Linked DNA regions of Mus musculus: region 1 is linked to region 2. Evidence: chromatin contacts called from public promoter capture Hi-C data. All regions are on one chromosome and are shown on one strand. The core of a region is the stretch at or near the end of the contact, and the rest is flanking DNA. Distances in the headings are between cores, read along the strand shown. Region 1 holds the start of Manba (mannosidase, beta A, lysosomal). Region 2 holds the start of Dapp1 (dual adaptor for phosphotyrosine and 3-phosphoinositides 1).

Evidence for each region. Promoter capture Hi-C pulls out the DNA fragments that hold promoters and counts their contacts.
Region 1: a contact with region 2 is called in a promoter capture Hi-C map of liver, with 7 times the contacts expected there. The contact joins the promoter of Manba here to the promoter of Dapp1 in region 2. A contact is called at or near these places in 2 of 39 promoter capture datasets (both in liver).

Annotation. Positions count from the first base shown.
Region 1 is chr3:135,482,219-135,487,600 of GRCm38.p6, reverse strand. Manba (mannosidase, beta A, lysosomal) reads right to left here and starts at 1,990. Exons shown (of 17, transcript NM_027288.3): 1 at 1,744-1,990. The coding sequence starts at 1,920. Gm30992 (a long non-coding RNA gene) reads left to right here and starts at 2,000. Exons shown (of 3, transcript XR_376111.4): 1 at 2,000-2,491; 2 at 3,605-3,639.
Region 2 is chr3:137,977,607-137,983,716 of GRCm38.p6, reverse strand. Dapp1 (dual adaptor for phosphotyrosine and 3-phosphoinositides 1) reads left to right here and starts at 2,168. Exons shown (of 9, transcript NM_011932.3): 1 at 2,168-2,398. The coding sequence starts at 2,298. The region is part of intron 2 of Gm19708 (a long non-coding RNA gene); the gene reads right to left.

The DNA of each region.
Region 1 (5,382 bases), core at 741-3,240, 2.5 Mb after region 2:
CCTGGCAATGGGAGAGTGGAGACTGTGGCTAACTCGTCTAGGCATTCACTGAGCTTGGGGTTCAGTGAAAGTCCCGGACTCAATAAATAAGGTAAATATGACTGATGACAGTCAACACCAACCTCTGGATCACACACACACACACACACACACACACACACACACACACACACAATTATGCAGGCTTACTATGTAGTTCAGCATGGATGTTCCTCAAACCATTAAAAATGGTGACACTCAACCTGTATTAGTAGCTCAAGCCTTTAATCCTAGCACTCGGAAGGCAGAAACTTGTGAAGTTTGAAGCCAGCCTGCCAGGGCTACACAGAGAAACCCTGTCTTGAAAAAAAAAAAAGCAAACAAGGCAAATTAACAAAGAATACAAAACAAAAACAACTCTGTCTCAAAAACAATAGCAATAAAAAGAACCACTAGGAATAAGCCCCCCCCTCCCCCATAACAGCTGCACCACTCCTTCCGATACCTGAAGGATCCTAGGACAGCATAGTGCAGAAATATCTGTGTAGCCATTTGGTTGCGGCATGATAGCCAAGTGATGGAATCAGCCCAGATGCCCACTAACAGACAAATGGTTAAAGAAAATCACACACACACACACACACACACACACACACACACACACACACACACATTTTCCATAGGAAAAATGATGTAATTAGGCTGTGCATGATGGTAAACACTTATATCTCCAGCACATGGGAGGAGGAGGCAGGAGGATCAGGAGTTCAGGTGGTCCTCAGTTACATTGGGAATTCAAGGTCAGCCTGAACTACATGGGATCCTGTCTCAAAAGCCAGAAAAAAAAAAGAAGGTAAGGATAATGAAGACAATAAAAATTGGTAACAAAACAACAACATAAGACAAATGAGAATGAAAACAAGATATGGCATGTTTTTACTCATGTTGACTCTAGATGTAAATATATGTATTCATAAGTGTACGTATATAGGACACCATAATGGAAAGAAACTCCTTGAACGAGGGAGGGATCACGTGGTGGCAAGACCCAGTAAAAAGTGAATATGGGCAGAGAACATGGTGCACTCACATGAAACTATCATAAAGAAACCTACCACACTGTTGGATGACAGACTCTCATTTAAAAAAAAAATGTCAGCACGGTATTCAGGCTTTAGGATTGGGGTGTAGTTCGGTGGTGGTACAATGTGTGCTTAGTATACTCATGGTTCTGGGTCTCTCTCTCTCTCTCTCTCTCTCTCTCTCTCACACACACACACACACACACACACACACACCACACACACACTTGCACACACTCCCCTCCCAAATATTTAGGCTCCTCATTAGCATCAACAACCAAACTTTACTAGTGCTCTCCCCAATCCCTTGTGTTTATTTCAAACCTGACGCACGAGGCTTCAAAGCAGAAAAAGAAAACCCGGACATCCTAGGGTCGGCGAACTTTGATTAACTAAAAGCTACAAGCATCCAGATGATTGCAACAGTAACCCTGTCCGGAGGGAGAAAGGTAAGTCCTCTTAGGAAATGCTTGAGCAGAGAATCACCACAATAAGTAGACAGCAGACATACCGTTTGTTTCATATACACAACTTCCGCCTTCCAAGGTCACTGAAGACCCAGCGAGGGAGGGTCAGTGTCCACAACTGGCCTGAACTCCCAGGCCATTCCCCCAACTGCCCACAGCTGCACCTACTGACCTGGACCCGCATGGGGGGTGTGGGGGGTGACTGTGCGTCCTACCTGGATCAGCCCGTGCTGGTGCAGGGCGCTGTGCACATAGCCGGGGACAGTCGCCGGTAGCTCCAGGGAGCCATTCCCGTTGCTCACCCGCCAGCTCCCGCTCAGGCTGTAGCTAGGACCTGCCACCACGCAGCCGGCCCGAAATAGCGCCAATATCAAGAGCAGGTGAAGATGCATGCTGACCGCTCGCAAGCAGGAACCCGGCAGTGTCGCCCAAGCCTTGCCAAGGCCTGGACGCTGTGTCCCCGCCCCGAGCACGGACCCGCCCCCAGGTCAGCTGAGCGCTTCCCGCAGCCCTGCAGGGAGGAACTGAAGCCGGGACCCGCCACGCGGGTACAAGCACCGCCCAGGGCCAGGGTCTCTGCGACCTGTGAGCTGGGCTTCTCGCTCCAGCTCGATCCTGTAAGTGGGGCGCTCATCCGAATGATGAAAAGCGACAGAAAAGTCTGGAAAGCAGAGTCTGACCATTTGGGAGACGACAGGTGCGCGTCCACAATAGTACGCAGGCTCTGCCCGGGGACAGCTCCTACCACGCCTGACCAGCAGATTGTACATGGTCCCCCGGCCCCAGGATTTGTCAGGCTGAACGCTCCCTCAATACGCGACCTGCTGGGACTAAACAGTGCTAACTATAAACTCGTAGGGTTGCTTCAACTGTTGACTGAGAGGCGCCATGTGCTCCCTGTTAGTGGTGGCTACATCATGGAGCTGCTTCTGAGGTTCCTATGAAACTGCGTTAGTGTTACAGGTGAGTCTGAAATTCCCTCCTTCACTGTTGAGTTGTGGGACTGAACAAGCAACAGAATTCCCATTCCCTGAATTTAAAAGAATGCAGATGCCAAGCGTGCTGGCGCACGCCTCTAATCCCAGCACTTGGGAGGCAGAGGCAGGCGTATTTTTGAGTTCGAGGCCAGCCTCCTCGAACAAAGTGAGTTCCAGGATAGCCAGGGCTACACAGAGAAACCCTGTCAAAAAAAAAAAAAAAAAAAAAAAGAATGCAGACGCTTAGCCGGGCCGTGGTGGCATACGCCTTTAAGCCCAGCACTTGGGAGGCAGAGGCAGGCGGATTTCTGAGTTCGAGGCCAGCCTGGTCTACAAAGTGAGTTTCAGGACAGCCAGGTCTACACAGAGAAACCCTGTCTCGAAAAAAACAAAACAAAACAATGCAGACACTAATTTCAGAGACGGAGACGCAGGCTGGGTTCTTCATCTTCTTTTAAATAAACAAAACACCCCACATTTTACTTACTAATTTCATGGAGGAGTTGAATGGGGGTTCCTGCCACAGCGAGCGTGTGGAAGTCAGCAGACAGCTTGTGAGGAGTCCCAGGGCTAGAACTTAGGGTGTCAGGCTTAGAGACATTCCCCCTTAACGGCTGCTCTATCTCATTGGCCCCTGGGTTCTTCTCATGAAGCAAAACTCGGAATATATATATATATATATATCTACTACAGCTTAAGCAAGGACATTGAGAGACGCTTCAGAAAGGACAGCAGTACCCAGAGGACAAAGTTCAGCTGTCTCAAGGCAGAAGAGCAAGCATAAGGAAGTTGAAGTTGGTGTTTTCTGTGCGTTTGAAGTTACACTGTTTAAAAGACAGGTGAAGGGAGGTGCAGGTAGTGGCTCACAACCTGTAAGCCTGAAGTCTAACGACACTGTGACTGGCTATAACCTGGAATCAAGGCACTTAGGAGACAGAGGGAGGAGGATCAGGAGTTCAAGACTGTCGTTGTCTACATAGGGACCTTGAAGCCAGCTTGTTTCAAAAATGTAACAATGGTTGGACGGGAGAGGTGACTCAGTGGTTAAGAGCACTTGTTTTTTGTTTGTTTGTTTGTTTGTTTGTTGTCTTTTGTTTAGTCGGCAGATCTGCAACTTCATTCGGCATTCAGCAGGTTAGTTCTCATCCACACCGACCTTCTATAGATTTCTGAATGTGGTACCAGGTAGGTAAGTTAACAGTTTGTAGAATTTGTTTGGTGAGTCCCCATCCTCATTATGTTTTCTGGACAAACGTACATGAATATATGATGGAGCATTGAGCCCGGCATCAGTGTAAACATCTGGAGTTCCCATTTCCTTCATGGCAAATGTCCCAAGGGGCACGCTCCTTGAAGCCTACTTCGGTGTGTGTGCTTGAGAATGCTAATGGCGCATTCTCTGGTCATCACTTCTTTTATGGCAGAATGGCTCTTCTGCTCGCCGCTTTTCTTTGTGGGAACCATTTTGCCAGGCCAAGTTCAAGAACACTCATTCTTGCAGAGGACTTGCATTCAATTTCCAGCACCCACTTTGTGACTCACAGACACCTGTAACTCTCGTCCCAGTAAATCCAAGGTCCTCTACAGACCTCTGATGGCATGAGACATGCATGTCCTGTACATACATATAGACATAAATACATACCGTTGAGATATAAATTCACATTAAATAATAAATAATTTTTCATTAAAGTAATAATAGCAAGTAAGATTAAGTCTGTAGGTGTAGGTGGGGAATGCTCCAATAGAATTGCTCATGGAGATTAGGAACACAGAAGAGCCTGGTGCCTCATTCCAAGCCAGAAGCTGCAAATGTGGAAATTCTTAAACCCATTATTATGCACTCACTGATAAGTGGATATTAGTCCAGAAACTTAGAATTCTCAAGATGCAATTTGCCAAACACAAGAAAATCAAAAAGAAGGAAGACCAACATGTGGATACTTCATTCCTCCTTAGAATAGGGAAAAAAAATACCCATGGAAGGAGTTACAGAGACAAAGTTTGGATCTGAGACAAAAGAATGGACCATCCAGAGACTGCCCCACCTGGGGATCCATCCTATAATCAGGCACCAAACCCAGACATTATGGCATATGCCAGCATGATTTTGCGGAAAGGACCCTGATATAGCTGTCTCTCGTGAGGCTAGGCCAGTGCCTGGTAAATACAAAAGTGGATGTTCATAGTCATCTATTGGATGGAACACAGGGCCCCCAATGGAGGTGCTAGAGAAAATATCCAAGGAGCTGAACGGGTCTGCAACCCTATAGGTGGAACAACAATATGAACTAACCAGTACCCCAGAGCTCGTGTCTCTAGCTGCATATGTACCAGAAGATGGCCTAGTCGGCCATCATTGGGAAGAGAGGCCCCTTAGTCTTGCAAACTTTATATGCCCCAGTACAGGGGAACGCCAGGGCCAAGAAGTAGGATTGGGTGGGTAAGGGAGCAGGATGGGGGGAGGGTATAGGGGACTTTCGGGATAGCATTTAAAATGTAAATGAAGAAAATATTTAATAAAAAAATTGGAAAAAAGAATAAAGGAAAGGAGGCAGACTCTCCTCTCTTTCTCTCTCTCTCTCTCTCTCTCTCTCTCTCTCTCTCTCTCTCTCTCTCTCTCACACACACACACACACACACACACACACACACACACACACACAGATAGAGAGATAGATAGATAGGTAGATAACACCTGATAAGATAGTGCTTGGGGAAGCTTGACAGTTGCCACGGTCCCTAGACTCTCAACTATCACGAGGAATAAAAGTGGTAGAATCTCTGCCTCACCACCACAGTGTGTCAAGGATGCATAACTGTGGTAAACTGAGAAGAATCAAGGCTTGAGCTGGGATCCTGGAATCCTGCCCAAGA
Region 2 (6,110 bases), core at 919-3,418:
AGCATAAAAGCAGACCAAGCACTGATATGCACCGAATAGAGTAGAGCTGAGATAAAAGCACCATATAAATGGCCTAACATAAGGTGTGCTGTTAGGTGCTCTCATGCACATCCAGCGTTGTAGACACCAACTCTTCATTGTGGCGGAGAGTGCTGAACAGTGCTGGGTGCAGAGGTGGAGAGCAGGCGAGGACAGGGTGGGGAGCCTACGAGTAGCCAGCAGGAAGATGCTCTCAAAGGAGAAGGCAGTAGATGGGAAGCAAGTTAAGAGAGGCAGGCTGGGGGGTGGGGGGTGGAAAAGGGAAGAAAAAAGGAAGGAAGGAAGAAGGGAGGGAAGAAATCAGTCAATCATCTTAGGTTGTTCTAGAAAGAAAGAAAGAAAGAAAGAAAGAGAGAGAGAGAGAGAGAGAGAGAGAGAGAAGAGAGAAAGAAGAAAGAAAAAAGAAAGAATGAAAGGGAAGAGATTAAGAGAAATGGGACTCCCCCCCTCCCCCCAAATGTGCTAAAATGGGATGAAAAGGACAGTCCAGCACTGGAGAAATGTGCAGGAAGGAGCAGGGGACCTGTTGCATGGCTTGCCCAGTGATTTGGAGCCCTCCCTGCCCCCTTTCTGTTGACGTGCACTTTATCTTTTTTTTAAGTTTGGTTGGTTTGTTTGTTTGTTTATTTATTTATTTATTTATTTATTTATCTGTATAGCCCTGGCTGTCCTGGAACTCACTCTGTAAACCAGGCTGGCCTCGAACTCAGAAATCCACTTGCCTCTGACTCCCAAGTGCTGGAATTAAAGGCATGCGCCACCACTGCCCGACACTTTATATTCCTCTGTCTGAGAGAACTATAGCAGCCAGTGTGTGCCGGTTCGTTATATGTGTGTTCTCAGAGCTGCTTCTCCCCAGGACTGCCTCTAGGCACTGAGGACTTTCTCACCAGAGAAAGCCAGAGTCCCAGGAACCATTGGGAAACAGAAGAGAGGACGGTTCCTAAGGAGACATTGGCAGCCTGTGTAGAACAAGGTCTTCGTTCTATCAGTCTCTTTAGGATACCAAATGGAACAGCCCTCAGATGAACCCTAGTTCATCTTGGGATATTGGAGGGGGAACATGCAGAGAGAGAGCTCTTTATCCATCCACTGATACACATCCAGGCAGATGGAATTTCCTCTTTATGAGTCTAAACACCACTGCATCCAGGGTAGTTCAGCCTACTGGGTACACCCCGGACAGCGTAGCTCAGCCTACTGGGTACACCCCGAACAGCGTACGTAGCTCAGCCTACTGGGTACACCCCGGACAGCGTAGCTCAGCCTACTGGGTACACCCCCGGACAGCGTAGCTCAGCCTACTGGGTACACCCCCGGACAGCGTAGCTCAGCCTACTGGGTACACCCCCGGACAGCGTAGCTCAGCCTACTGGGTACACCCCCGACAGATGCTGTTCTTTAACTTTCTTCTGCCTTCTTACTCAGTCCTTTGCCTTGTTTGTTTTTTAAACAGGGACTCACATAGCCCAGGCTGGACTCAAATTCACCAAGTAGATGAGGATAGCCTTGAACTTCTGACTTTTCTGCCCCTACCTCTAGAGTGCTGGGATTACAGGATCTTATGGGGTGCGGGGATGGAACCCAGGTCTTTGGGCATGTTGGCGACAGCCTCTGCCCCCAAACCTTCTTCCATAAGAGAAACAAGTGTTCCCCTACAGAAACCTCAAGGGAATATTGGAAAGAAATCCTGAGCCAGTACCAGAAACAAAGTAGGTTAGAGCAGGACTGGTTGTTTACCTATAATTTTTTTAACCCCTTCAGAAGATGTATCTGACGTCGAAGCTTCCTCGGTGTTCCTTGTGCCGCTGTGTGAGGTGGGTGTGCGCGTGCACATAGCCCCCTCCCCGCCCCCCCCCCCAAACTACAGGCAAACCCTGGTAAGGAGAAGCTACAGTTTGGACTCCTAGAAAGAGTTTGACCTAATCGCCCCATCCTGGTTGGGCGGGTGGTCCTTCTGTTTTCTTTGGCAAAATCTAACTTGACAATACGTTGTGGTGACTGAGGTGCTCTGCTGCCAGAGGGGTTAGTTAGCACACTTCCTGACTGACAGAACACCCCTGCCTATGCCTCAGGCCCACGGTGGCAGAGGCAGTGTGGGAGGAGCAACCAAGTTTCACTTCCTTGCTAGCCAGAGACTCAGCCCCAGCCGGCTCCTGCCTTAGCGAGGAGGAGCAGCGCGTCCAGCAGCAGCCGATCCCATCTCTCTCTTCATACAGCACCTGGCGGGGAGTCAGCCATCAGAAGCAAAGGAACTTATGGGCAGAGCAGAACTTCTAGGAGGGAACATGAGTACCCAGGATCCCTCAGAGCTGTGGGGCAGAGCAGATGGAGGCACAGACCTGCTCCAGGATTTGGGGTAAGAGCGCTTTTTCGATGAGTACAACTTCCCAGTTCCTTGAAAAATCGCCGCTCTGACCAGTGTTTCCAGGATTCGAGTCTCTTCCCACTGCCACCTGATGGTCGTCTACCTGGCCAGTTTAATTGACCTGTAGGAACTTCCTTCTGGGGGCGCTGATTCATTGTAAAAGTGTAAGATATTTTTCTAAAAGTGAGAACAGTTACACTGAGAGAATGTGATAAAAAAAAAATCAACTTTTGGGCATCCTTCAGCAGCTGGGGAGTGTGCATACAATCGTCTGTTTCTTTGATACTGGGCTAGTTTATCATTAAAGTGAGGTGGAAGAACTCTGAGTGCACCTCTTGGCAGTGAACTGTGTCACTGGTTCCATAAACAGAAAGACTACACGGCTGTGAGTAAGAGGGATTTTTTTTTTTTTTCAAAAGAAAAAGAATGAGGAAGTTTGTACGACAATCATGTTTCTACGGTGCCTCCTTCTCACACAGCAATGGGAGCTCTTTCATAGCCTTTAGACACAAGATAACAACAGCCTGGCTTCAGATAGACAGGTTTAGGTTAGGTGACATCATCAGAGTTCATCAGAAGGGACCCTGATGACACAGCTCATCCGGACATTTAGTAAAGAAAAAAGGGCTACTCAGACAAGAAAGGAGGTTTCCTTGGAGACAAAGCCTTGCACCTACACGCTTGTGTTTCCCAAGAGAGAGGACTCTGGACCTGTTGTCTACCTAAGTGGCTGGAATTCCTCATCACCCAATGACATAAAGACATACTGTCACCTTGCATAGGATGGCAATAAACACGAAAGGGTTTTAAACCCCATCTTATCGGTCACATCAGTGAAATAACAAAGCTGAGACAGCTACCTGCCAGAGGCCCCATCCTCCTCTGAGAATGGGTTGAAATTTCTGTTTACACTAGAGATTGTATCATTTTATATTGTGTTACTGTAAAATTTCTCACGGCACTATGCTGGCACAGCAAGTAGAGGTGCTTGCGGCTAAGCCTGGCTAAGCCTGAGATTGAGTCCTGGGACCCACTCGGCAGACCTCCACACAGATGATATGTCAGACGGGTACACACACACACACACACACACACACACACACCATGCACACATGTAATGATAATTAATAAAAAGTCTAAAAGCAGCTCTCAATAATTCTCTGTTTAAATTTAAAGCCAAGGACCTGTACTGCCATTTGGTATTGACAGCTAGGATTTTCAATAAGGGAAACTCCTTATGAGGTCTTCAGAGCTCCAAAAACTCTCCACGTTTCTCTTCAAATAAAAAAAACAGAATAAGGGCCTCTCTGGGAGCATCCAGCCCAGAATCAAGCAGTTCAGAGCCGACCTTACTGGCCAGCTCCCAAGGTTTGTACCTGTGTTTTTTGCACTCTCCAGCCTCTGAAGTTAAGATACCCAAAGGAGAAGAAAGATCCAGAAAATATTCAACTCTGTCTCTTTAATTAAACAAATCCTATCCTGAAAGCAGGATCTAAGCTTTGGAATTGTCAGCACACTCAGGACACAAACATACCTGACCATGTGTCTGGGGACAGGCAGTGCAGGTAAACCACAGGCTTCCCTTCCCAGGCAAAGAATAGACGTCTGGTACTAAGTCCGGGGACCCTTATTATTATTATCACGGAATAAATGGTACGTTTGTATCCAGATCTCTTTAGTTCAGAAGACCTGAACATTTTCTTGAATGTCAGAACTTGGTCTCAGAAACAATGCAAACTTCAGTTGTTGAAGAAACTGCTCTATAGTGTGGGTTTCAACTCTCTCTACATGCTAGACAGACTAAGGAACTTTTTATTTGCTTATTTTTATTCTTGTTTTTATACTTGATACAGGGCCTAATATAGCTTAGGCTCTAATTCAAGGATGACTTGAATTTCTTGATATTCCTGACTGTACCTCCCAAGGCCTGGGATAAGAGGTGTATAACATCACACCCCACTTATGCAGGGCTTCCAGGATTCAAGGCAAGCACTCTACCAACTGAGTACTTCCTAGGCATATGAACTAAGAAAGGAAGGAAGGAAGGAAGGAAGGAAGGAAGGAAGGGAGGGAGGGAGGGAGGGAGGGAGGGAGGAAGAGAAAAAGAAAGGAAGGAAGAAAGGAGAGGGGGGAGAGAAAGGGAGAGAGAGAGGGAGAGAGGGAGAGAGAGAGAGAAAGAGGGAGAGAAAGAGGGAGAGAGAGGGAGAGAAAGAGGGAGAGAGGGAGAGAGAGGGAGAGGGAGAGAAAGAGGGAGAGAGAGAGGGAGAGAGAGAGAGAGAGATGTCTCTGAGCTAACATTTGTTTTCTTCCTCTACGTGCCTCTAAAGCAAGACTGGAATTAAGAATCAAGGTATAAAATGTATATTCTCTGACGGGTTAGGTTAGGTACAGTTTTATCATTTATTTTAATTTAGGGCATGCCCCTAAATTTTAAAATCACTAATGAGTTGTGGCATTCTGTTGAGAGGTTGGGGCCTGTGGCCAATAATAACTTCATTGAGGTGCATTTTACATAAGATAAACTTGAAGAGCGCGACTGTCACTGTAGCCGGTGGTAGCAGATTTTCACCTCCCTTGAAAACCAGTAAGGAGCACAAACCAGGTAAACACAATCCGTGATCTAGCTGTTTGGGGAACCTACAAAAACCTTGATTTCTAGAACTCTTACTTCTCAGTATTGTCTTGTTTGAGCCATTTGATCTACCAGGGAATAAGCAAATTTCAAACTGCTGGGGACTCAGCATCCATTCTGTAAAACTGAATATTTAAGCACCAACAGAAGCTGGCCCTTGCCCCTGTCACATCAGTGATAGGCTTTCCATAGGAGATAGCAGAGGAACGTTGGCAAAGACCAACGTTCCGAACATAACTGAAACTTGATCTTTGAACCTTTAATCCACTTGGGTGAGGCGTGATCAATACCAAGCCTCCAGAATAATCCAGTTTTTTTCAAAGCTCCATAAAATTCTATTTAGTTAGTTAGTTAGTTAACGGATAGATAAAGATAGATAAAGTCTAGGTTTAGTGACTTGAATTTTACAATGATTTTAATGGGTTATTCCAGTCATCAGATATTTCTTTTCTGTTGTTAGTGGTTTGTTTTGTGTGGTGCCAGAGATGAAACCAGAGGCCTTATATATTTTACTCTGATATAATTTAGTGGAGGCATACACACAGAGAAAGAGATAGGGGATTAATCTTGGTTCTTTGGTACCTACTTTTCTTCAGGCTCTGGAATATGTAGATGCTGTGAGCCAGACCCAGAGCTGCAGTACACCCATCCCTGGCCATCCCAGAAAACGCAGGACTTTGGCAGAACGTGTGTTGCATAGTCTCTAAGGGAGACTTGGACCCAATCAAGCCATTCAGTCCCTTTGCAGTACCAATCCAAAAGCATTTATTTTCCTCTTCAGTGCATCAGGGGGCCTCAAAGGAGAAGAAAAACAAAGCCCTATTTGTTGTGGAGGTGTAAGGACTAACAGGGCAGGCCCAGGGAACCAGGCAGGGGAGGCTCAGCTCTGGGAACGGCTAGGTCTACTCCTCCTCCGCTTTCCAAAGCAAGATGTGGGGTGGGTCAGGCACTGAGAGGCTCAGCACTCCAGCCTTCCTGCAGGAGCTCCCCACATCCAGCGCTCAGTCAAGGCACAAGGCCCCAGAACCACAAGAACTCGCAGTGTAGGAGGTATGGACCGGCCTCATGTTC